2 separate regions of the Ovis aries genome follow, and region 2 is linked to region 1. Evidence: chromatin contacts called from public Hi-C data. All regions are on one chromosome and are shown on one strand. The core of a region is the stretch at or near the end of the contact, and the rest is flanking DNA. Distances in the headings are between cores, read along the strand shown. Region 1 overlaps TMEM131L (transmembrane 131 like). Region 2 holds the start of TMEM131L (transmembrane 131 like).

Region 1 (4,090 bases), core at 1,023-3,522:
CAAAGGGTGGAGGAACAGAAGTGGGCGTGCTGTTAGCCAGGAAACCTGGGACCAACCACCTGGGCAGGCTCTCCTATCACTGAAAAAACATCTGTTAAAGGCACTCAGAGAGGGGCCGAGGGTACAAAAATTTTAAAGTAACAGAAGGATCTTGCTGTGAAAGACCTTCATTGAGTGGGTGGAGACAAGCCAGATACTGATACTCGGGCAGGTGGAAGGCAGAATGTTTCAGCAGGAGTCAGGGGCTGGGGGAGGCCACCCCCAAGCCCCAGGGAGGAGCAGCGCACCCACCTCGATTCCATCATGCCGGGCCCCTTCCTCGCCCTGGGGTCCCGCACAAGGCCTCCCTCCCAGCCCGCCCCCGCCTCCGAGGCCTCCTAAGACTCACACACAGTGAAAGCCAGCGCATCTCTTTACTACAAACTCAGGAACTTCGAAAGTTGAAATTAAAGGGCACAAAACAGGAACTCAAAAGCCACAAGCTGAAGCTTCAAAGGTGAGAATGTCCCGTTTCAGACAAGGCGGTTGAGGGTTCCCACTCCTCGGCTCCACGCTCTCCCCGCCGCCGACACACGCTCGATTCCCCCATCCTCACGACTGGAGAGCCCCCCTGTCCCCTCGCGGCCCCCCATCGGACAGGGAGCAGGGCCCAGGGACGTGCATGAGGTGATCAGTGCCCTGCTCTAAGACACAGCCTCAGTGGAAGCACACACACCGAGTCAGGCTAGGTAGGACAGTTACGGTGTTGTTGAAAAACCAAAAGAAACCTGCGTTTCTTCTGTAATAAAAGTAAGAAAGAACAAAAGGAGACCAAGAGCAAAACAAAGCACACAGGCTTCAGCGCGAGTGACCCTGAGGAGCGAAGCCAGGCCCGAAAGGATAAACACCGCCCACTCCACGAAACTCGTGGCAGTTGGCGTGGCCACACTCATCGCGATGCACAGCACAGGGGTGGTGTCAGGGCTGGGGTCGGGGAATGGGGAGCTAGTGTGTAGAAAGCAGAGCTGCAGGTCTGCAAGAAGCAGAGAGTCCCGTGGATGGGTGGTGGCGGCTGCTCCACAGTGGGAACGGACTTAATGCCACTGAATGATCACAATGGCAAACTCTGTATTACACATTAAATATACTGGGTCACTACTAAGTAAGTTTTGAAAAGGAACAAGCTTCAGGAATTTATTGTCCACCTGAATTTAATGTATTTTTCGAGTCATGCACAATGCTTCTAGCAGTTATCAAGGAGAGTACCTAATTCCTAACCAGAATGTCAAGGGTGGACGTGTGCACTGAGCAAGACCTGCCTGAAAGGCCAGGACCCAGACTCTTCCCTGAAGCAGCAGCCAGCCCCTTCCCCGCAAGGGGCACCGGCACCATCACCCTCAACACGGCCGCCGCCACCATCTGCTGAATCCCCAGTACACAGGAGCCTGATCCACGTTCTCTCCACACCCAAAATCAGCGAGAAGAGCGGGCACGGCCCCCAGACTACGCAAACAGAAACGAGGCCTGAGACGACACAGCCAAGAGAGCCTGCAGCCTGCGTACTGCCCACCTGGGCCCAGCTGCTTCCCAGCGTGGACCCCCATCACCCTGTCACCCCCGAGTCACATACCCAGAACTGGCTTCCCAGGGTGGACTGCAAGGATCTCCACCCCCTCCTCCCACTGAAACCGCTCTACACCTGCAGGAAGCCGTGGACGTGCTGGATCCAGAGACTTCAAGAGAAAAAGCAGAAGCCACAACCACACCCAGAAGGTTCCGCAGGGCTTCCCATTAACTAACTCCAGAGCAAAGGGAAGGGAGAAGTCTGCGCGGGGTTGAGCCCTTCTCCGGCTCCCACCAGTGCTCCTTCCACCTGCCCTCAGCTCCCATCAGAGAACACTCAACTCCAGGAGCCTGAGGCCTCCAAGGTCTCCTGCTGTAAATGTGAGAACTAATTAAAGGCTAGTTGTCTATTTTTAAAATGGGTGAAAACTAACATTCCACCTTTAGGGTTCATTTTACGATTAGGAAAAAAAAAAAAAACCTCCCTCCCAAAGCTTAAGTAAAATCAGCACCTAGAAAGACGGACCACGGATGATACCCAAGAGACCACCGCCCCCCCGCCCCGAGTCAGCCCAGAGAGGAGGAAGCTGATCCGGCTGTCCAGCAAAGGGGGCGCCCCTTCCTGGCCTGACAAGAGCCCCTGGGCCGGCGCTGCTGCCTGCCTCATCCATGGGACCTACACGCACCGGGCTTTACCCCACCGGTTCTGTTTTTATATGAACAGTGTAAACTCCCCGTGGTCAAGGGCTGTCAAACTTCCCTATTCACCCACAGCATCGACTCTTGTTTCCTACACAGAAGAGACACTTGGCAGTGCCGGTTCTTCAAAAGGCCCTGTATGAAAGGACAGTGTGATAGGAACCAACGGGCTGCCTTCCTGGAGACTCAGGGAGTATCTGTCTCTAAGCCTGATGAGCCGCTCGGCTCTGATGGGGACCAACAAGGATGCACCCCCACCAGCAAAGAGGGCCCTTCTCCCTGCATCCCTGCTGCTAAACTGGCCAGACCATACACGCATGCATTCAGGTATCGGATTTTTTTTGAGATTCAGCTCAGTCGTGTCCGACTCTTTGCAACCCACGGACTGCAGCACGCCAGGCCTCCCTGTCCATCACCAGCTCCCGGAGCTGGCTCAAACTCAAGTCCATCGAGTCAGTGATGCCATCCAACCATCTCATCTTCTGTCGTCCCCTTCTCCTCCAAGCTTTAATCTTTCTCAACATCAGGGTCTTTTCCAGTGAGGGAGTTCTTCACATCAGGTGGCCAAAGTATTGGAGTTTCAACTTCAACATCAGTCCTTCCAAAGAATGTTCAGGACTGATTTCCTTTAGGACTGACTGGTTTGATTTTTTTTTTTTGAGATTATTTATTTTTGGCTGCGCTGAGTCTTTCTCCAGTTGTGGTCACGGGCCTCTCCCGTTGTGGAGCACGGGCTCTAGGGCTGGAGGGCTCAGAAGGTGTGGTACATGGGCTCCGTGGCTCCTTGGCTTGTGGCATCCCCCTGGAGCAGCGATGGAACCAGCAGGTGAACACTCAAACACTGGACCGCCAGGAAGTCCACATATCTGCTTTAAAATTACATTTGCCTGTCGTTTCCCTCCTATGCACACCCAAGAATTAAAGTTTCAAATTTCTCATTTTCCACACTGTAAATGTGTTCACTAGTAGGTAGAGATGGCCAATTTAAAGTGTCTACTCCTGCCTGTATCCCAGCTTTTCTCCTTCTATGGTGTTAACGTCACCTGAAGTTTAAGTAAAACTTCAAATTTCTGTGGCATGAGTAAGTGATTGGATTTGGGCACAAAGTCTTCAGCTTCAAAAATCTGTATACGGGGCTACCAACAGTAATCTTCTATCGCAGCTTCTGTCACTCAGCAGCTTTCACTGAGAGCTCAGCCCCAAGCAAGCAAATCAGACAATATTTATACAAGACATCCAAACAAGTGTTGATGGAATCCCAGAGAACTTTCTCTACCAAATCTCTAAGCAAAGAGCAGCAGCACTATACACCTCTCCCCCATCTCTCCAGCTGGCCAGCACACCCAGGAGGCCCCCTGCAGCTGCTGGCTCACACCACCCATGTAACAGGCTCCTCACACACACAGCCAGGCCGCCCCACCCGCCCCCGCCACAGGAGGGCTAGGAGACAAGCTCTGCATGTGAAGACTACGCGCTGATCACAGGGCACGTACGTGGTTGGTGATCAAGAGTTGAAAACATAGGAAATAAACCACTGGCTCAAGTCTCTCAAAGTCCGTAAGGCCCTAACAAGTAGGATGTCCAGGACAGTCCCTGTCCTGACGGGGGCAGAGACGGAAGAGGAGGCCCCGCTGGCAAACAGCTAAAGGACAGCACGTGTGTCACAGCAGAAAGCTGAAAACTAGGTCTGATCCATCTTCAGGGGTGATGGGGAGACCTCGGACAGAGCCTGGGCACCAAGTTAGGACATCGGGGTTTACAGTAAATGTGCTTAACTCATGCTTAGTCGTTCAATCGTATCCAACTCTTTGCAGCCCCAGGGACTGTAGCCCACCAGGTTTCTCTGTCC
Region 2 (4,090 bases), core at 443-2,942, 57 kb after region 1:
CCCCCACCTCCCCAAAACATGGATCTCCCATGCTGGGCATGCATACTGTCGCTGCTTAAAGACAGTCGACAATATTATATTTAAATATGCACATCTGCAGTCAATGAAAATTTCTCAATTTCTCCTACAGTTAAAAAATCTTCAACACAAAGGCTTTGCCTTACTCTTTGGCACTGGTAAACCCTGCATGATGCCAAATGTCCAGCCAATCTTCACCAACGGTTTTTGCAAGTGCCATCATTATATCTCGTGGGGTGGGAGTGGGGGCATTAAATACGAGTTCTTGATACGAGGCTGTATTTTAACACAAATTAAAGGCACCTGGAAAAGATCCAAGATCACCATCCTTTAAAGTCCCATCTTCATCCAAACAAAGCATTTCTGCAATAAACCCTGCATCTTCCGGTGGTCCTCAGGCACACAGCAGGCTCACCGAGAGATCAGGGCACGGGCCCCTCACCCACCCTGGACCACCGCCGGCCGAGGGGCCCGCCCTGTCCCTGGGCACCGGCGCCGCGGGCCGCGGCCCTGCTGAGGTGGCCTCGGCTCCCACCTCCTGAACTTGGGGCCGGCGTGACTCACGCCCTGTCACATGGCGCGGGAGGAGGCCGCGCAGGCCACCGTGGCCAGGTGTTCAGGCTCGGCCCGACCCTTTATTTGTCTTGCAAAGTGGCTCGAGCGCCCGCGCCGCGGGGGGGCCGCGGCCTCGGAGCCTCTCCCCCTCCCCCCGCCCCGCTCGCCCGCAGCCGCCCCGTCACCTCGGCCGTCCTCACCTGAGTGGGCAGCAGGAGGTCCCCTTCCTCCGCCTGCCACAGCTCCACCACGTTCGGCATGGGCTCGATCGCTGCACCAACACCAAAAAACACACCGCGGTTTTAATGCACGGAAAAGAAACGCTTCCTGTTTCCCGATCGTCTCCTCCGTGCACCCGCCTCACCAAAACAAGCCTCCCTTCCCTTCCAGAAGCGGAGGCCACCCGAGGAGCCAGCCGCGGATCAGAACACAATGCACCCGGTGGGAGCCGGCAGCCCCTCGGACTGTGAGAAGACGGCGTGCGGGCTCGCGGGCTCTCGCGCTGGGGGGAAGGCAGGCCACCCCGCGGGACTCCAGCTCCGCATCCCGTAGCAGCTGCGGCGGGCGAGTGCGGGACGCGGCCCTGGCGGCCGGGCTCCGGGAACAAAGCTGCAGGAAACCGGGCCGCGGCGGGGCCCCAGCGCGCGCCACACAAAGCGGGGGCTGCGCCCGGGGCGCCCGGGGCGCCCGGGGCCCGCGCACAAAGGCGCCGGGGCGCGCGCGGCTAGCGGTCCCCGAGCCCCGCGACTGCCCAGCTTTCGGATGGCCGGGGGCGCGGGAGCGGACGCCGCGGGGAGCGGAGGGCACCAGCCCGGAATTGCAGCCGCTCTCCTTCCCCCTTTCCCGTTCCTCCCCTCGCCCTCTTACAGATCTCAGCGGTTCCCCCAAAAGAAAGAGGGGGGGCGGGGTGGAGAGGGGAGCCCGCGGAGCGGCGCCAGGCTGACCTTGTCCCTGAGCCCCTCCCGGGCGGCCGCAGGGCAGGAGAACGTGGAAGACGCCCAGCAGGAGGTTCACGGCCGCGGCGGTGCGGCGGTAGCAGCCGGGCTGCGGGCGTCGGGGCCCCGCCATGCTGCTGCTCGCGCTCCTCTCGGCTGCTCGCCGCGCTCGCCGCCCGCTCGCTGGCGCCCCGGCCGCCTCGCCCGGGCCCGCCCCCGCGCCGCCCGCCCGCCCCGCCCCGCGCCGCCGCGCCGCCCCCGCCCCGCCGCCGCCGCAGCTGCTGCCGGCCCGCCTCGGGCGCGCCGCTGGCTCCGCGCGTGTGCGCCACTGATAGGGAGGGACGGAACGCCGAGGGGCGCGGGGAACGTGGACAATGCGAACGCCGCGGCCGCCGCCCCGCCCCGCGCGGGGAGCACGGCCGTGGGCCCGGCCCGAGGCCCCTCGGCGGCCGCCTCCCCGAGGCGGGGGCTCCGGGCATTTTCCGCGACCGTGACAGGGGCTCTGAGGGCCGGCGGGAGGGCTGCCGGGCCACTGTCGCCAGGAACTTTGGGTTGGTTTCCGCTTGGTTTGGGCACGCGGGCCACGATCGCGTTATGACCCACAGGGACGCCGGGTGGTGGTGGGTGGTGGGATGAGGAGTCGCCCAGCGGGAGGCCCTGGACAGGATATTAGTGGAAATAAGGCACTGGTTGTCCGGAAAGGCGAGTGCAGCCACATGGCTACTGCCAGTCTGCAGCGAGGGTATCCGGTGGCTGCGAAGTCTGTAATTTAGCATAAAAAGAGCTCCCCCCAAGACCCGAGAGGCTGACCTCAGCGCCGCGTGGCGGTGGCGCGCCCGGCACCCTCGGTGGAGACCGTCCAGTTGTGACAGGTGGGGAAGCCTCTTCGGAGAGGATTTACAGTTTCAAAGACCCTGCACACACTCCTCTTCGGATTACTATTGCAAATTTTAGCCAGCCTCTTCTGAAATCTGGCTGCGGTCTGGGACGTGGTCAGTTGCCTGTCTCTAACATTCCCGCGGAAATATAAGTGATACTCGGAAATGTGTTTTCTGGCTCCATTTTTTGATGCCTAGAACCAAAAAGTACACATAAGATCGGAGATCTCTTTTAAGTTAATGCCGTGCCAACGGGATCACCAGCAAGGGTTTATTCAGCCATTTACACAAGCTGGAAGTATTGGCAGTCTTAAGATATTTTTAGTAAATTTGCTGCTTCCAGAGTAGCTTGTATGAAATTCAAAAAATAAGAGCAATATAAAGAGGGGAAGTGACCGGGGCACACCTGTCTGCTTACATTGATCCTCTGTTTAATTGCTTCTGGTGCCTTAGAGTCTAGACAATGGGAAAGCAGTGGTCAAATAGCAGGACAGATGCGGAGGGAACTAAATCAATTATGGATCCTCTCTTTCCCAAGGACATAATACAGTACTGTGAACCCAGCCTCACACTGTCTGCGCATAACTCTAAACAAGGTTAAATAACCTAATTGCTTGGCCAGAACTTAACATTGAAGATTAGCATAAATATAAAACCTCCATGTTAAAAATAAAAAGCATGTTGCATTATCTACTCTTTGGTATCCTCCCATCCCTTGCCTTTTTCCCACTTGCCTGCCAGCATCTGCCTTTCTTAGCAATAATCTCCAGTCCCAAACCAGCATGTCCCTTTTTTCTCTTCATTTCACTTCTCTAGGTTTGCTTTTGCCCCTTTGACTCTGAAGATCTATCTTTTACTGTGTTAAGGAGGCCTCTTAAGACAAGAATACTTGCCTAGACCACTTAGGTAGTAACTGCAGCTTCGAAGTATGTTTTTACATGAAAGTTCCCTCACTGACCTGTTTATTTACAATATGTATTTTTTCTGACTTTTTTTGAAGTAAATCATTTTTAAAGCCTTTTTTGAATTTGTTACAGTATTGCTTCTGCTTTATATTCTTTGGGTTTTGGCCAAGAAGCATGTGGGATCTACCTGACCAGGGATCAAACTTCCACCCTCTACAATGGAAAATGATATCTTAACCACTGGACTGCCAGGCAAGTCCCTACAATGTGTATTTATATGTCTTCTGACCATACTACTTAGAAAAGCAAGCAACCATTGGCAACCTAACAGGTTTTATTAAATAGTTTAATAAACAGTCACAGGCAAAAACTTCTTTTTAATAACTTTTAAACTGTTTTACTTTTTGCTGAAACTTTTTCACACCAGTCAATACCATAGAATCAATGAAAATGGCTTAACAGATAGAAGAAAATGGCTATAGACAGTACATAAATACAGCTCTATTTTGTATTTCTACTGAAGCTTTTTAAAGGTCAGCTTAATTTTTCAAGTTGTGGTCTTGTGGACTTTACAGAGTTGGTAATGCTATTTGACTGTTGTTCAAAAGCCAGAAGTATGTCTGCAGTGCCACGGGGTTGGAGAGGGATACAGGATTACACAGCTGTCTTCTTAGATAAATCTGACCTACTTAGCCTTCTCTGGAGGTATTTTTCATGCTGACTCATGAACAATAGGAAAGTTATGGCCCACTAAGTAGCATCCCTGTTTTGAAGTAAACTTCTCCTCCAGAAAAGACTC

What was found. Hi-C and Micro-C count contacts between places; a contact is called where the count stands out from the background.
Region 2: a Hi-C map of blood shows a contact between it and region 1, with 1.8 times the contacts expected there. The contact joins the promoter of TMEM131L here to the enhancer-like site in region 1. A contact is called at or near these places in 3 of 16 Hi-C or Micro-C datasets (all in blood).

The regions. Positions count from the first base shown.
Region 1 is chr17:4,335,144-4,339,233 of ARS-UI_Ramb_v3.0, forward strand. All of the region lies in intron 3 of TMEM131L (transmembrane 131 like), which reads right to left. Among named protein-coding and RNA genes, the nearest start is that of TMEM131L, 57 kb to the right of the region's middle. Within about 2 kb of position 2,273, at least 2 of the 54 cell types and tissues checked have an H3K27ac peak or open chromatin away from gene starts, as enhancers often do.
Region 2 is chr17:4,392,507-4,396,596 of ARS-UI_Ramb_v3.0, forward strand. TMEM131L (transmembrane 131 like) reads right to left here and starts at 1,693. Exons shown (of 35, transcript XM_042234253.1): 1 at 1,518-1,693; 2 at 774-844. The coding sequence starts at 1,641.